Regions from separate parts of the Macaca mulatta genome. Here region 2 is linked to region 1. A link is a contact called in public Hi-C data. All regions are on one chromosome and are shown on one strand. The core of a region is the stretch at or near the end of the contact, and the rest is flanking DNA. Distances in the headings are between cores, read along the strand shown. Region 1 has its middle 480 kb from the start of SMIM21. Region 2 holds the start of PTGR3 (prostaglandin reductase 3).

Evidence for each region. Hi-C and Micro-C count contacts between places; a contact is called where the count stands out from the background.
Region 2: a Hi-C map of fetal cortex germinal zone shows a contact between it and region 1, with 2.9 times the contacts expected there. The contact joins the promoter of PTGR3 here to the enhancer-like site in region 1. A contact is called at or near these places in 2 of 14 Hi-C or Micro-C datasets (fetal cortex germinal zone and fetal cortical plate).

Annotation. Positions count from the first base shown.
Region 1 is chr18:4,851,840-4,855,966 of T2T-MMU8v2.0, reverse strand. No RefSeq gene overlaps it. Among named protein-coding and RNA genes, the nearest start is that of SMIM21, 480 kb to the left of the region's middle. Within about 2 kb of position 2,821, at least 14 of the 40 cell types and tissues checked have an H3K27ac peak or open chromatin away from gene starts, as enhancers often do. A contact at or near this core is called in fetal cortex germinal zone and fetal cortical plate, where this site is marked.
Region 2 is chr18:5,552,654-5,556,324 of T2T-MMU8v2.0, reverse strand. It overlaps PTGR3 (prostaglandin reductase 3), which reads right to left and starts at 1,773. Exons shown (of 2, transcript XM_001090670.5): 1 at 1,309-1,773. The coding sequence starts at 1,532. TSHZ1 (teashirt zinc finger homeobox 1) reads left to right here and starts at 3,337. Exons shown (of 2, transcript XM_002800976.4): 1 at 3,337-3,671.

The sequences.
Region 1 (4,127 bases), core at 1,572-4,071:
TGTAAACTTGGCTAAGTTACACCAAGTCTCTAAGCCATAGCTTCTTCATCTGTAAATCGGGAACTGTTAGTTTCCCAGGACTGTCATAGCAAAGTACCACAAACCGGGTGTCTCAAGCAACAGAAGTATCTTCTCTCACGGCTTGGAGGCTGGAAAGCTGAGCTCAACGAGTCAGCAGGGTTGTTTTCTTCTGTGGGTCTGAGGCTGGACCTATCCTGTGCCTCTCTCCTCATTCCGTGGTGTCCAGCAATCCACCGCATTGTAGGTGCGTGACCCCAGTCTCCGGGTGCATTGTCACATGACTGTCTTTCCTTGGTGTCACTGTACTTGTGTCTCTTCCTCACCTCCTCTTGTAAGTTACCATAGTGATCTTTATTTTATAGGGATGATAAATGGATGGGCCTCACTCTATTTAGGTCATCTTACTACAGAAGACTTTCATGATAAATAAAATACCACCCCCTTGCTTACGACCCTCTCTCACACTGTTTTTATTCTCCTTTTTTTTTTTTTTTTTTTTTGAGACAGAGTCTCATTCTGTTGCCCAGGCTGGAGTGCAATGGCAGGATCTTGGCTCACTGCAACCTCTGCCTCTCGGGTTCAAGCAATTCTCCTGCCTCAGCCTCCTGAGTAGCTGGGATTACAGATGCATGCCACCACGTCTGGCTAATTTTTGTATTTTTAGTAGAGTCAGGTTTTCACCATGTTGGCCAGACTGGTCTCAAACTCCTGCCCTTGTGATCTGTCCACCTTGGCCTCCCAAAGTGCTGGGATTACAGGCATAATCCACTGCACCTGACCTTTATTCTCCTTAATAGCACTTACTACACCAGACATGTTGTATATTTGAGTTTAATTGTTTGTGGTTCTTCTCCTGATAGCAGAATAGAAGCTCCATGAGACCAGTGATTTTGCCTGTCTGGCTCATTGCTATATCCTGTCACCCAGGAGAGGATGAATAAATCACTGGACAAATAAATGAATGAAAGGGCAGATTGGAAAACAGAGAAGCTATGGAAGTTGCCCAGTGCACAGCAGACCTAAGGTTCAAATCCAGGATTTTCTGATATCACTGCCCACGCTCCATGGCCAGCCCTATCATCCTGCAGTAAAGCAGTAAAGCCCAGCTCAAGGCCAACCACCATCCAAGGCCTCAGAATTAGGAGCAGAACAGAGTTGCTTCTGGAATGGGCAAGGCCTTGGGGCTTGACTTTTTCTTCTCTTCACTCACCTGCACCCCTCAGATATTGCTGTAGATAAAACCATCACTTTTCTAGGACCAACATTTCTAGAAGGAAAAAAAATAGGCTTTTTTAAAATCTATGACAGCTGATGCTGTTCATCCAAGTGATTTGTGGAATGTCAGAAACCATACCTGTAATCTAATGTCAGGACTGTATCTGAGATTATTTTAACCCAAAATTCTTATTTAGTTGATACCAATGCATGGTCCTCTGTTGTAGCTAGTTGAAACAAAGAGGAACATGTTATGTACACTTTCTTTTATATTTTTTCTGAGATTCATCCCATTTTTTTGTCTTAAGAAAATTAGAAAACTCCTGTGCATCAGAAATCGGTTTACACTTCTTTTGTATTTCCCAGATCAGTTATTGAAAGCACTAAATTATTTCTTAGTCATGTACTGCTCAGGAAAATGTATTATTAAGCAGCTTGATTCCATTTTTTTTTTTTTTGAGGTTCAGGAAATATGCACCTCTGTCACTTTGTTTATCTATCAATATTTTTGCTTTTAAAAACAGCATTTGAAAGTATCGTGCATAGGCGTCAGGCTTTACTGTAGCAAGTGTCTTCTTTAATGAAGAGTGATGAGTAAGAAAGCAACAATTCTGCAGGCAAAGGTTGAAGACCTCAGGGTTAGGCAAGGGACAGGCCTATAGTTGTTTAGGGTTTCCTAGGAAATGGCTGAAAATTTCTCCAACGCAGAGAAGAATCTGAGCTACTCAGAAATGTATCTGCGTGCCACGGTTATTTGGGGTCAGTCTCTCAAGAGCTGCATCCCGCGATGGACGTGGACACATCCAGCGTTCACCATTCCTGCATTCACTGTGGTGGGTTTAGGGACGGATGAGGAAAAACGGACCGAGACGCGTGTTTCTAAGCGCAGTGAGCCGATGTAAGTGTGCATCTTGGGAGTGGTCTCTTCGGAGGCCTGTATTTTATCCTGCAAAATCCCAGCTGATGCCTAAGGAATTCAAGTCCAGAAGCAGCCCCCAGAGGCCCAACCGGATCCCGGCCCAGGACCGCTCCTCTGCGCAGCGCTGTCCCCGGCGGCCGTCAGGAGGGGAGGCCTGGAGGCCCCAGGAGATCCGGGGCTGTCCGTAGGAGACTGGAAAGGCCAGTTAGGCCGCGAAGCTTTGCCAAATGTGCAGTTGGAAAGGTTCAGATTCTATATCTAATACTTGAAACTCACCAGCCCTGCCATGCATGCACGTAGGAAATTAGAGATTCCGACAGACGGGAGGGTGGGACCGTCCCTTTGCAAATCTGGCCGCTTTGGCTCCCCGCGACTGGCACGTCCGCTGGGCCCGCGACCAGCGCCTGCAGCACCGCCCGGGAGCCCGCTGCGCCCAGAGCCCGCAGCGCGGCGCGGCTTGGGGGACGAAGTCCCTGCGAATCCCCGCCCGGCGCTGGGGTTCGGGGTCCCCCTCCATTTCGGCAGGAGCAGGGCGCGAGGGTGGCGGGGGTAGCGGCGACGGGGACCGCCAGGGGCTCGGCAAGGGAGGCCGCGGGTTGGGAGGGGCTCCCGACGCGGCGCGCACGTTACCATAGCGACGCGTTTCCCTGGTTACCCGCGGGGCCGCGTCCCTCAGGAGCCTCAGGGCCGAGAGGGCTGGCGCGCGGTGGGCGCGGCCTGCGGGGATGCCGGGTTCTATGGAGCAGCGCGGGGTCCCAAAGCCACCTGCCGCGAGGCCTCAGAAGGGGACCGCGACCTCAGGCAGCCGGAGCGCCTCCCCCACCTGCACCTGCGCGATGGCGAGGACGTCCCACCTGCCTCAGCTGTCCCACCTGCCTCACCTGCCCCACCTGCACCTGCAGGACTGGGGGGACAACCCCACCTGCCCCACCTGCCCCATCTACCCCACCTGCCCCACCTGCATCGCAGAGACACCCCACCTGTCCCACCTATCCAACCTGCCTCACCTGCCCCACCTGCAGGACGACAGGGACATCCCACCTGCCTCATGCCCCACCTGCCCCACTTGCACCTGCGCGGAGGCCCAGGCGCAGCTGGAGCACCCAGTCAGGCCTGCCCTATGGGCCCAGCTCCCAGCTCCCAGAGCCAACATGACGCCTGGTTCCAGAGAAGTCAGTCTTTCAAAGCGTGTTCAGTGTAAGGATAGGTCCTGAGATCCCAGGACTAACCAGCCATCATAAAGCTGACTCCAAAAGGTCTACATGAAATGGGGATTATAAAATCCCAGAAATCGCCGGGTGCGGTGGCTCCCACCTGGAATCCCAGCACTTTGGGAGGCCGAGGCGGGAGGATCCCTTGAACCCAGGAGTTGGAGACCAGCCTGGATGACATAATAAGAATCCCGTCTTAAATTTAAAAATAAAAATCTCAGAAAGCTCTTTCCCCAGTGAGACAGCACGCAGTCTGGAATGTTGAGGTAAGAAGATGAACTTCAGATGAACTCAGGTAAACCTTCCCAAGTTCACTGCTTCTCTTGCATCGTTTTTGCCTCTCAATCTCTGATGTGTTCTCTGTTGCTGGCTGGCTCCCTCTGTCTCCTCTGTCTCTCTTCTCTCTCGCTCCCACCCCTCTCTTCTCTCTCGCTCCCTCCCCTCTCTTCTCTCTCACTTCTCTCTCTCTCTCTCTTCTCTTTCCTCTTTCCTCTCTCTCTCTCCCTCCCCTCTCTTCCCTCTTGGTCTCTCTCAGTCTCTCTCTTTCACTCTTCTCTTTCTCTCACCCCCCTCCACCGCCCTGCACAATACTTCCAGGACTTTCCCTCAGGCAGCCTCAGCTTCCTCCTAACATAAGTGCTGAAGGAACCAGGGAGCCAGTACTTGAAGGTTTGGGGACCATTTTACTATTTTCAAGCTTTGCCAATTTGTTTTCTGTTCTTAAAAAACAAAAAACAAAACTGCATGGCCCAGAAACACAG
Region 2 (3,671 bases), core at 524-3,023, 700 kb before region 1:
GTGTCCACAGCCAATGCAAACATTTTCAAGGATCCCTACACACTCCCCTTTAAGCCATTCCAGACCAGTCCCCCACCCCCGCCTCCACACAATCCCACCCATGGTTCAAATCATTCTTCGCAAAAGGTTTCCAAAAGTTTTATACCCTGATCAGCATTCTTCCATACTACAGTCATGTTAGGAAGGCTAATAGGAATCTCGAAAATGGACAGATTAAATGCTACACCAAGCTACTTAGGAAGGGTACATTTTGTCCTTCAGTCCGTGCATGGGACTTTGCGGTACTTTCTAGCACAGAATTTACAAAAAAGTTACAGTCAGAACTTACTCCTCCCCTTCGATATTATTATTCAACTTGAAACATGCAGCACTGTAACCATTTCGATGGGACTTTGCAGGCCTCTGCAGAGGGCAGAGAGGAGCGCCTTGCCAGCCAAGTCGGGCAGCCAGGGACCCACGGAGCAGAGACCCAAGCGGGCAAGGCTCCGATACAGAGTGAGGTCCGTTTCCTCCCTGTTGCTTCGCCAGTTACTAAAGATGAGTGAGGCGGAAACACACTACGGTGGGGAGCGTGGGGGGTGGAAGAGCCAGAAGGTCTCGCAACAACCCGGTGTCACCTGAATGTCTGCAAAACGTGCCAGCAAAGGCAGCCATGCCCCCACCTCGACCCTGGCCCAGCTGCCCAGGACACCCGCCACGCGGGGGTCGTTACACTCAGGGGACAGACAACAGTCACGCTGCACTGACAACACTCAGACAACACCGGCGAGGTGCACACCCACACACCCAACAACAGGCTCCGCCACTACCAGGCGGCTGCCAACCTGGAGGGAACAGGGAAAGCCAGCCGGGTCCCAGCCTCCTTCCTCCAAAGCACGTTTACCTAAACGTCGCAGTTTGCGTCCAGGCTGCTCCCGCTCCACCCTAAAGATTATGTCAACGCAGGAACTGTGGGTGCGCGCAGGCGGGCCGGCGGGGAGCCTCCCCTTCTGGGTCCCGTCGGTTTTATTTCGGGAGCGGGAGGGGGAGGAGGGAGGGCTGGAGGAGGGGAGGGGAATCCCAAATTAAAATAACCCTCAGTTATGAGGATGTTCAGTGGCATCGGATATTCACACCAGCAACAGTCACATCACATTCTCCTTCGCCAGATGGCGGCGGGTTCAACTTCCCGGGATCTCGCAAAGTCAGGCTGTGCGCCCGAGCGCGCGCCGGAGTGTGGGCACGCGGGCGGGCTGGGGACGGCTGGAGCGGCGCTGCGCGAGCCGGGGGCGAGGACAGGGTCGTGGGGCTGGAGGGCGCCGGGCTCACCGGTTCCGGACGAGGAGGTCTCCGTCCCCGGGGAGAGGCACCGGGCAGTCCCGGCTCAGGGTGACGGCCTCGCGGAAGTTGGGGCTCAGCCGGGTCACCACCAGCTTCTGCATGGCTCGGGGAATGGCGGAGCCCTGGAAGTCCAGGAAGTGGCGGGCGTAGGACATGTCCACGATGGCCCGGGTCCCGGAGGACGCCAGCCGCAGCATGGCCCGCGCCTCCATCCGCTCTCTGCGCCGACGCTGGCCGGGGTCGGGCCCCGCCCGGGCCGCTCGGCTCGCTGTGCTCTGCTCGGCTAGGGCGGGCGGGTCCGCCCCTCCTCCGGCCCGCGCCCTCCCCCTGGCTCCCCCCTCTTCCCCGCGTCGCCAGCTCCCGCTCCCGCTCCCCCCGCCTCCCCGGCGCCGGCGCAGCCCCCGCGAACCCGGGCGCACCACCCCGGGTGTCCCGGCCTGGGGACCGCTGTCGCCCCGGCCGCTGCTCCTTTAATCTTTTTGTTTTGGTTTGAATCTGCTCGGCGCAGACTGGCCAAGGATCCTCTCCGCCCTCCCCCTTCCTCCTGGCGCGGGAGAGGCACCGGATATCCCCACCCTCCTTGGGCTCTAAAAGCCGGATTTGACTCCTCTTGGGCAAGGGGCGGGGGGGGGGGGCGGCGGGCAAGGGGGGACGGGGAACTCGTGCGTCCCACGGTCGTCCGCGGCCCCGAGCCGGCGGCAACCCCGGGCGTCCCCGGAGCGGCGCGGCGGCCGGCGCAGGCGCCTCCCCTTCCCGTGCGAAGCGTTCACTTCCTTGCAAGGTGGTACGAATCAACCCCGAGCGCGGCCCGGGCGGCGGGGCACGACCGGGGGCCCCGGGCTGGGCGGGGAGCCCCTGCCGCCGCCGCCGCACGCGCACCCGCACCGACTGCGGGGCGGGGAAAAGTCCAGTGCCTCCCGCGCCCCAGGCTGGTGGCTTCCTGTCCCCGGAACGCCTTGCCCGTGCCTTCTGTCCACGGTCTGTCCCATGCAAGTTGCACGAACTAAGCCATTTTATTTATTTTGGCCTAGATTTCATGTTTTTCCATGAACGTTTTAAGTAGCTCTACAAGACTGTTACAGGTTTCCCACTGGAAGAGAACACACATATTGAAAACCAGAAGGCCAAACTCCCAGAGCAGAGACACATTTTAAAGTTCTAGGTGGGAATGCCGAGAGACCTAACTGAATTGGAGACGTTGCCCTGATGTGTGAGGACCTCATTTTCGAACACAGCTAGAAAGATCTGTCGTTCCATCGTGTCCGTTTTCTCCCTACTGGCGTGCATTGACCAAGTATCAATTCACTTTTCATAGAGAGGCCAAATTAAATATTTCCACACTTTTCTGTGATGAACTAAGTCCATCTTTAAATTTTATTTATATTGTAAATTTTAATTTTAAAAATCTATTACTTTTCGGTTACCCACTAATTACCAAAATATAAAAGCCACTCTGGGCTCCTCCCCAGCCAAAGCTAACCCCTAACCTGAGATTGCAAAAGCGACACAGGTATTTTTCCCCCCCAAATGTAGGACATGCTTCACCCAAGGGTAGTTTGGATGCACGTGGTTGAGTGTGTATGAATGTGCAAGTGTGTGTATGTGTATGTGTGTGTGTGTTGGGGGGGACTAACAGGTTTTAAAATCTGCAGGAACTAATGTCTACTTAACTTAGAACATATGGGTTTTACCCGGTATCAGCCAGTGGATTACAATAACAACACTGAATGTCTTCCTCCAATGTACAGTCTTTTATGTTATGCTGTATTAAGATTTCTTTTTTTTTTTTTGTCATATTGTTTAGCTCCGAAAAAAAGAAAACAAAGCAATTAAAAAGATTGACAGGTATGGTTTGTGAGAGACCTATTTGTAATTGTCAGGGTGACGTTGGCGAGAGGAGGAGGAGTAAAATCTGAAGCAGGAAAAGCAGCTCGATGTGTCTGTCTATCAGTTGAGACTGTCTGAAAGCTCTGCGATCCGAATGTGTGTTATATTTCACTGAAAAGAGGAGAGAGCGAGAGTGCATCTCCCTCTCTCCCAGGAGTTTGGGGGGGGGGGAACAGTCCACGCTCATCTCGCCCACCCAGTGAATGTCTGCTCTTCACCCCCTTTGCACACACTCTCCGGGTTGTTACTGCCTTTTTTTTTTTCTTGGAGGGGGGGTGCTTTTTGTGTATTTTTCAAATTTTTTTCTGTTGGAAGATCAAGACCGGCCAAAAATCCATGATCAAAATGTGTTTGCATTAGATTTCGCATTGGAAGAAGCGGCGATCCTGGCGGCCAAGCCCCCCGGGGGGAAGCGCGGGGCACCAAGTGGCGCTCCGGCGGGGTGACACTGTTTGATCTGTGAC